2 separate regions of the Mus musculus genome follow, and region 1 is linked to region 2. A link is a contact called in public HiChIP or PLAC-seq data. All regions are on one chromosome and are shown on one strand. Each heading gives the region's core, a stretch centred on a gene start, on an enhancer-like site or on the middle of the called end of the contact. The rest is flanking DNA. Distances are from core to core; before and after follow the strand shown.

Region 1 (2,700 bases), core at 12-2,511, 550 kb before region 2:
GAGGGTGGGGCTATTTTTGGAGGGAAGAGGGGAAGGGGCCATGGAAAACACACCAGAGAACTCCAGACTGAGGTTTAAAGCTGCCCCCTAGAGTGGGGGATGACCAAGGCCCCATTCCCCTGGAGCCAAGCTTAAACCTAGATAGACCCTGCCCTCTGTTCAGTTTAAGACTACAAAGAAACTGATCTCCCCGTACTTCCATACCCCCCCTTCAGCACTATAGGCCTTCTCCTTCTCTATCTCAGTTCCACTGTGCCTCCTGAATACATTAGGAACCCTTCCACCTCTCCAGCACCCACCTCTCTCTGTCTAGTGACCCTAACCCTAGTACAGAGCACTTCAGTTCCTATGAATATCCTGTCGCCTTCACTGGTTAGTACCGAGTGGCATGTTGATCCCATACCAACCCAGTAAGTTCTTCTAGTAGTCTAACTTCCATGCCAATAGTCACGACAGAGCAGGGCAGAGCATTTTCATTGTCCTGCCAACAGTGAAAGTGGACACCAGCCATCTGTAAACAGGCCACCCCGGTGGGGTGTCCTCCACTCCCCATCCCCATCCCTGTAATCCCCTTAAAGGCCTTTCACCTACTTTGCAGCTCACAATGTAGCAAGCAGAAAGTGAAATCTATTTCACAAGCAGGATTGGCTTTCACCTCCATGGCTTCTTCTTTACCCTAAATGGCCCTCTCCCCAAGCCCTTGGTCCACTCACACTCCAAAGAGTCTTACTCTGCCGACTCTCTGAGAGCTTCCCCTCTTCTCTCTCTTGTCCAGGAGTGTTCCCTGAACAGTAGCCAAAGCTCGCACCTGCCCTCAAAGTTTTCACATCCACTCTAGTAATTGGCCTCAAGGGGAAGTTCCCTCCCAGTCTAACTTTAATCCCTCCTGCTGTGTACCTAAATCTCCTTTCAATCTTTTCTCTTTGTGAAATCTCCTTTAGATCATAAACATAATCTACCTCTGGAGCTGTGTCCTTTCTTTTTTCCAGACCATGAAACCTGCACCAGCTTGAAGAAGTTCTTGATAAAACCTTTCCACACCCACCCCCTGCCCAGAATTCTAAAATACCTGGATGCCGGCCCGCGGGTGGTCTAGGACAGCGACCAACCGGGGTCTGGATCCTTAGCTTGAGGGGCGGCGACCTGCACAGCCGCCAGCACAGCCACGACGGGGTTAAGGCTCGGGACTGGGGGAGGAGGGGGCCGGGAGGGACGGTGACGAGCCAATCCGCAACAACACAGTCCCCAAGCGGAGCGGGGCGCGCCGAGCCAGGAGCTGCAAGCCGAGCGCCGGGCTGGGGCCAGGGCCGGAGCGCAACAGAGAGGGAGCGCGCCCGCCCCAGCCCGAGGTCCGCCGCTGCCTGACCGGGAGCCATGGAGCCCGACAACAGCCCACGGAAGATCCAGTTTACGGTCCCGCTGCTGGAGCCTCACCTGGACCCGGAGGCGGCGGAGCAGGTACAGGCAGGGCGGGGCAGCAGGACTCGGCGAAGGACTGGGGACCTGGCCGTGAGACTTGAATCCCTGCCTTGCCCCAGCGCGGCACCACACCTCTTCAGGAACGCACTCGCCCAGTTTATGGGGGTCTCCATACCCTCCCCCAACAGCGAGGCCACACCTCGGTCACCAGTATGGGTCCCTGTGGCGGGTGTCTCCAAGAGCATCGTTCACTCCCAGCCCAGCCATAGGGACACGACCCCTCCTCCCTCACTGGCGACCTTACAGCCCCTCACACCCAGTCAACCCCCAGAGTTTCCCGGCTAAGTGGCATTGGTAAGCTGAAGGGTACTGCCGGGAGGATGTTGCGGGCGGGGGGCGGCGAGTGAGCAGAAGAGACAGCTCTCCTCCCCTCCGTGTCATCTGGAGGCTGAGTGTGGCACCCAAAGGGATGAGAACAGCTATGGAGGAGTTTTAGAGCAAGGACGGGGGAGGGTGGAGGGGTCTGCAAGCTGATGTTCCCTTCTGCAAGTCAGAGCACGTGGGACCTGGGTATAACTCTGCCCTATGGAGTAGGGAGTGGGGGTGAGATGCGGGGCGCAGCGCGGCGATCTGGAGCGTCTGGGCCTGGGGTCCAAGCTTAGCCACGAGCAAGCCACCAAGAAAGCTTGGCTCATCGGGTGGGAGTGCAGGGCCCTGGCCCAGCCTCCTGGCCTGGCCTATTTTTAGCTCTGAGCAGCCTGGCAGAGGCGGCAGTGTGTGAGTGAGCAGTGTGTGTCAGCGTCAGTGAGCGTATGGAAGGGGCTACTATCTGCAGCCTGCCTTCTTTTGCATTCCCTGGATTGTGAAGACCATCCCTCCCCAAGAGCATCCAGCTCCCCAGGACTCCTGCCCCCAGCCACTCACTGTCAAGCTCTCCACCTGAAAGAATCAGACCTCTGGGGATGAGCAGGAGAAAAAGGTTTCCACATTGCTAGAGCCGATTCATAGAATTGGGTGTGGATGAAAAGGGACCCAGCAGGTGTACACTTTGAAACTTCTACTTCTCAGATCCAGGGAGGAGCAGGTACCCAGCTTCTCCTCTCCCTACCTGGGGACCAAGGGGCTGGAGAGGGAGTTTGAGACCTCACACACATGAGATGAGGAGAATGAAGACTGTTTCTATGGACTATGCCTATGCCCAGAAACAGCAGATTGGCTCAGACGACTTTTGAAACAGGAAAGCAGGCCCAGAAGTGGAGACTGTGGGAGCCAGAGGTTCTG
Region 2 (2,700 bases), core at 186-2,685:
TTGGAGGGGCTCATGACCTAAACAGCTTTCCAAGAGACTCCATAGTTCTTGATTGGCGGGTAGCCTGACTCGAGTACCCTGGATCTCAGAGGCCCCTACTTGGTATGACCCCTCTCTCCTTTTGAGCAATCATTTTCCTCTTCTCGGGCTTTCAGTCTTCTCTTCAATTGGAGGAAGTACAGAAAAGTTGGGGTAGTGGCCTTCAGGCTGCTTCTCTGAGGGGAAGAAGTGACAATCCTAGAGAGGCAGAATGCTTGTCCTTGGGAGAGGGGAGGTCTTGCCCCTCTCCCTGACTAGGGGGAGATAGCAAAGGGTCTCCTTTTCACCCAACAGTCTGGTCACTGTCTTGGGATGGCTGGCGTTGGGAAATGTCTTTGGGAAAACTGGCTACCAACCCCAAAGACTGATAACCTCAGTTTACTTAGGGTGTCCTTGCCAGCCATCTCCCCAACTTTGGCTTTACAGATGGGAAGAAGGAGAGACAGAAGGAATAGAGAAAACGATTTTTAACCCTTTGCACCCACAAGTCACCTTTCCCCCACCTTCACCCCAACAAGCACAATGTCTCAGGCACCCCACGCTCCACCCCCAGCCAAGCCTTTCAATCTCCCAGGAACCCACCCAGGCACGGGAGTGGAGTGGGAGAGACCCCCAAAGCCAGGAAGGAAAGCGAGCTAGGGCAGACAAAAAGGAGGCGAGGGAGGGGGGAAGACCCCGGAGCGCGGGAGACCAAGGGGGAAAGAGAAAAGGCTTCTCACCGTGGGGTCTCATCCATGGAAACATGAGGCTGGGAGACGAGTTCTGATTTAAGTGGCCTTGTCCTTCGCTACTGTTAGTGTTGGCGGAGGATTTACAGTCGGGATATTGCACCACGCTCGCCTCTTGCTGAGCCCCATAAAGGGACTGTCTGGGGAGCGCCTCGTAGCCATAGAATTTGGAGGCGTCTCCGTGGCAGCTCAGCGAGCATGGGTTCTGCTGGTAGCCCGAGTTGGAGATGCCGGAGGTGCCGTGGTGGAAGAAGTCTTGGACGTGGTGCGAGGCGTGCTGGAAACCGGGCGCGGAGCCGCCGGGCCCGTACACCAGCGCATGGCTTCTGCCCACGCTCTGAGGGAACCGGCAGTCGTAATAGGCCGGTTCCAGGGACTCGCCGCCTTTGTATTTGGAAAACAGGGGGTTGACGAAGTAGGAGCTCATGCTGGGTACATGAAAACCCGCGGCCCCCTCCCCTTGGATCACGCTCCCCCGCCGGGTATCCCCGAAACTCCCCTCCCCCCGGGACCGAACCCCAAGCTGGCCGGCTCCCCCGGGCTGGACTGCTGGGCTGGGGGCTGGGCAGGTGGGGGCGCGGTGCCGGCTGCGGGCTCGGGCGGCTGCAGCTCTCTGCTCACTGTCGGTAGGTAGAGCGCGCGCTCTCACTTAGCTCTTTCCTCTAACAGCCCAGGCGAATTCCTCAGACTCCCGGCGGTGGCGGCGCTTACACGCGATTCGCGTTCATCAATCCACGACATGAAGACAGGCGAGCGAGCGAGCGAGCGAGCGAGCAAGAGAGAGAGAGAGAGAGAGAGAGAGAGAGAGAGAGAGGGAGAGGGAGAGGGAGAGAGAGAGAGAGAGAGAGAGAGAGAGAGAGAGAGAGAGACTGGGGGAGAGGGGGTTCAGGGCTGGGGGGGGGGACCTGGAGGAGAGGGAGGGAGGAGAGGCGAGGAATGGGGGTGTGGTGTGTGTAGGGGGTGGTGAGCCAGCCCTAGCTAATGGACAAGGCCAGCTTTTCCAAGGTGTGCACTCTAGTTTGAAGGTGTTCCCCCTTTTCTTTCCTTTTTGAGAGATACCTGAGCCATCAGGTCAACTCAGGTTACCTCAACAGGTAGAGGACCCCCAGGAGGTGAGAGTTAGTAAGTCAGGGCTGAGCCTGCAATCCAAAAGATGAGTTCTCTGAGGTTCCTTAAGTCTGAGGACTCTGAGAAGCCCAGCATGGTGATCATGTACCCCAAACCCTTCAGCCTGCACAATCTCCAGCCTCTGGTCTCTCTTCAAGGTCTGGAGCTGCTCTGTCATTTTTATATCCTGGGGACTCTTGTCTCTTGACTGCTCTTGGGGGGCACTCTATATGCCTCAGCATGACCTATAGAAAGCAACCTCTCCAAGGAGTAGGGAACCCCAATAGGCTTGGCTGGGAGAACCTGAGAGCAAAGCTGTTTATGGGGACTCAAAGGAATAGTTTGTGTGCCCAGGTTTCTGTCTAGCCCAACTCAAGAGATTTCATTTTTGGAGATTACAGCTGGACTGAAGGGTGCAAAAGAGTAGACCTCTTACTGGTTCTCATAAACCACCATCCCTTAGGAAATGCCAGCTCAACCTAGAGGGGCCCTCAGGATTCCCTGCACACACAAGCCCTTCTCCAGGCAGGCTGCCCAGGCCAGGATGTGGAAGGGAACTGTCAACAGACACTCTTTAAATATTTACCCACACTTTCTGGGCGGGGGCAGCATCCCCATGCCCAAGACTGGACAAATTCAAGTTAATTCTAATGGAAAAAAAATAACCAACACCCTTCTCTGGCCATGGTGTTTGCAGTTATGTGGGCTTAATTCAGAGAGAAAAGAGAAGAAAGCATAAGAACAATGTGTGCGTGTGGGCTATTGTGCTCATGAAGATGAATAAGAATGATTTTTCCCCCTGTCTTCTTCCTCTACAGTATGTGAG

The links. HiChIP or PLAC-seq counts read pairs in DNA pulled down with a chosen protein or histone mark.
Region 1: a contact with region 2 is called in an H3K27ac HiChIP or PLAC-seq map of microglia, with 6 times the contacts expected there. The contact joins the promoter of Ppp1r1a here to the promoter of Hoxc8 in region 2.

Annotation. Positions count from the first base shown.
Region 1 is chr15:103,536,553-103,539,252 of GRCm38.p6, reverse strand. Ppp1r1a (protein phosphatase 1, regulatory inhibitor subunit 1A) reads left to right here and starts at 1,261. Exons shown (of 7, transcript NM_021391.3): 1 at 1,261-1,458. The coding sequence starts at 1,375.
Region 2 is chr15:102,989,274-102,991,973 of GRCm38.p6, reverse strand. Hoxc8 (homeobox C8) reads right to left here and starts at 1,435. Exons shown (of 2, transcript NM_010466.2): 1 at 759-1,435. The coding sequence starts at 1,194.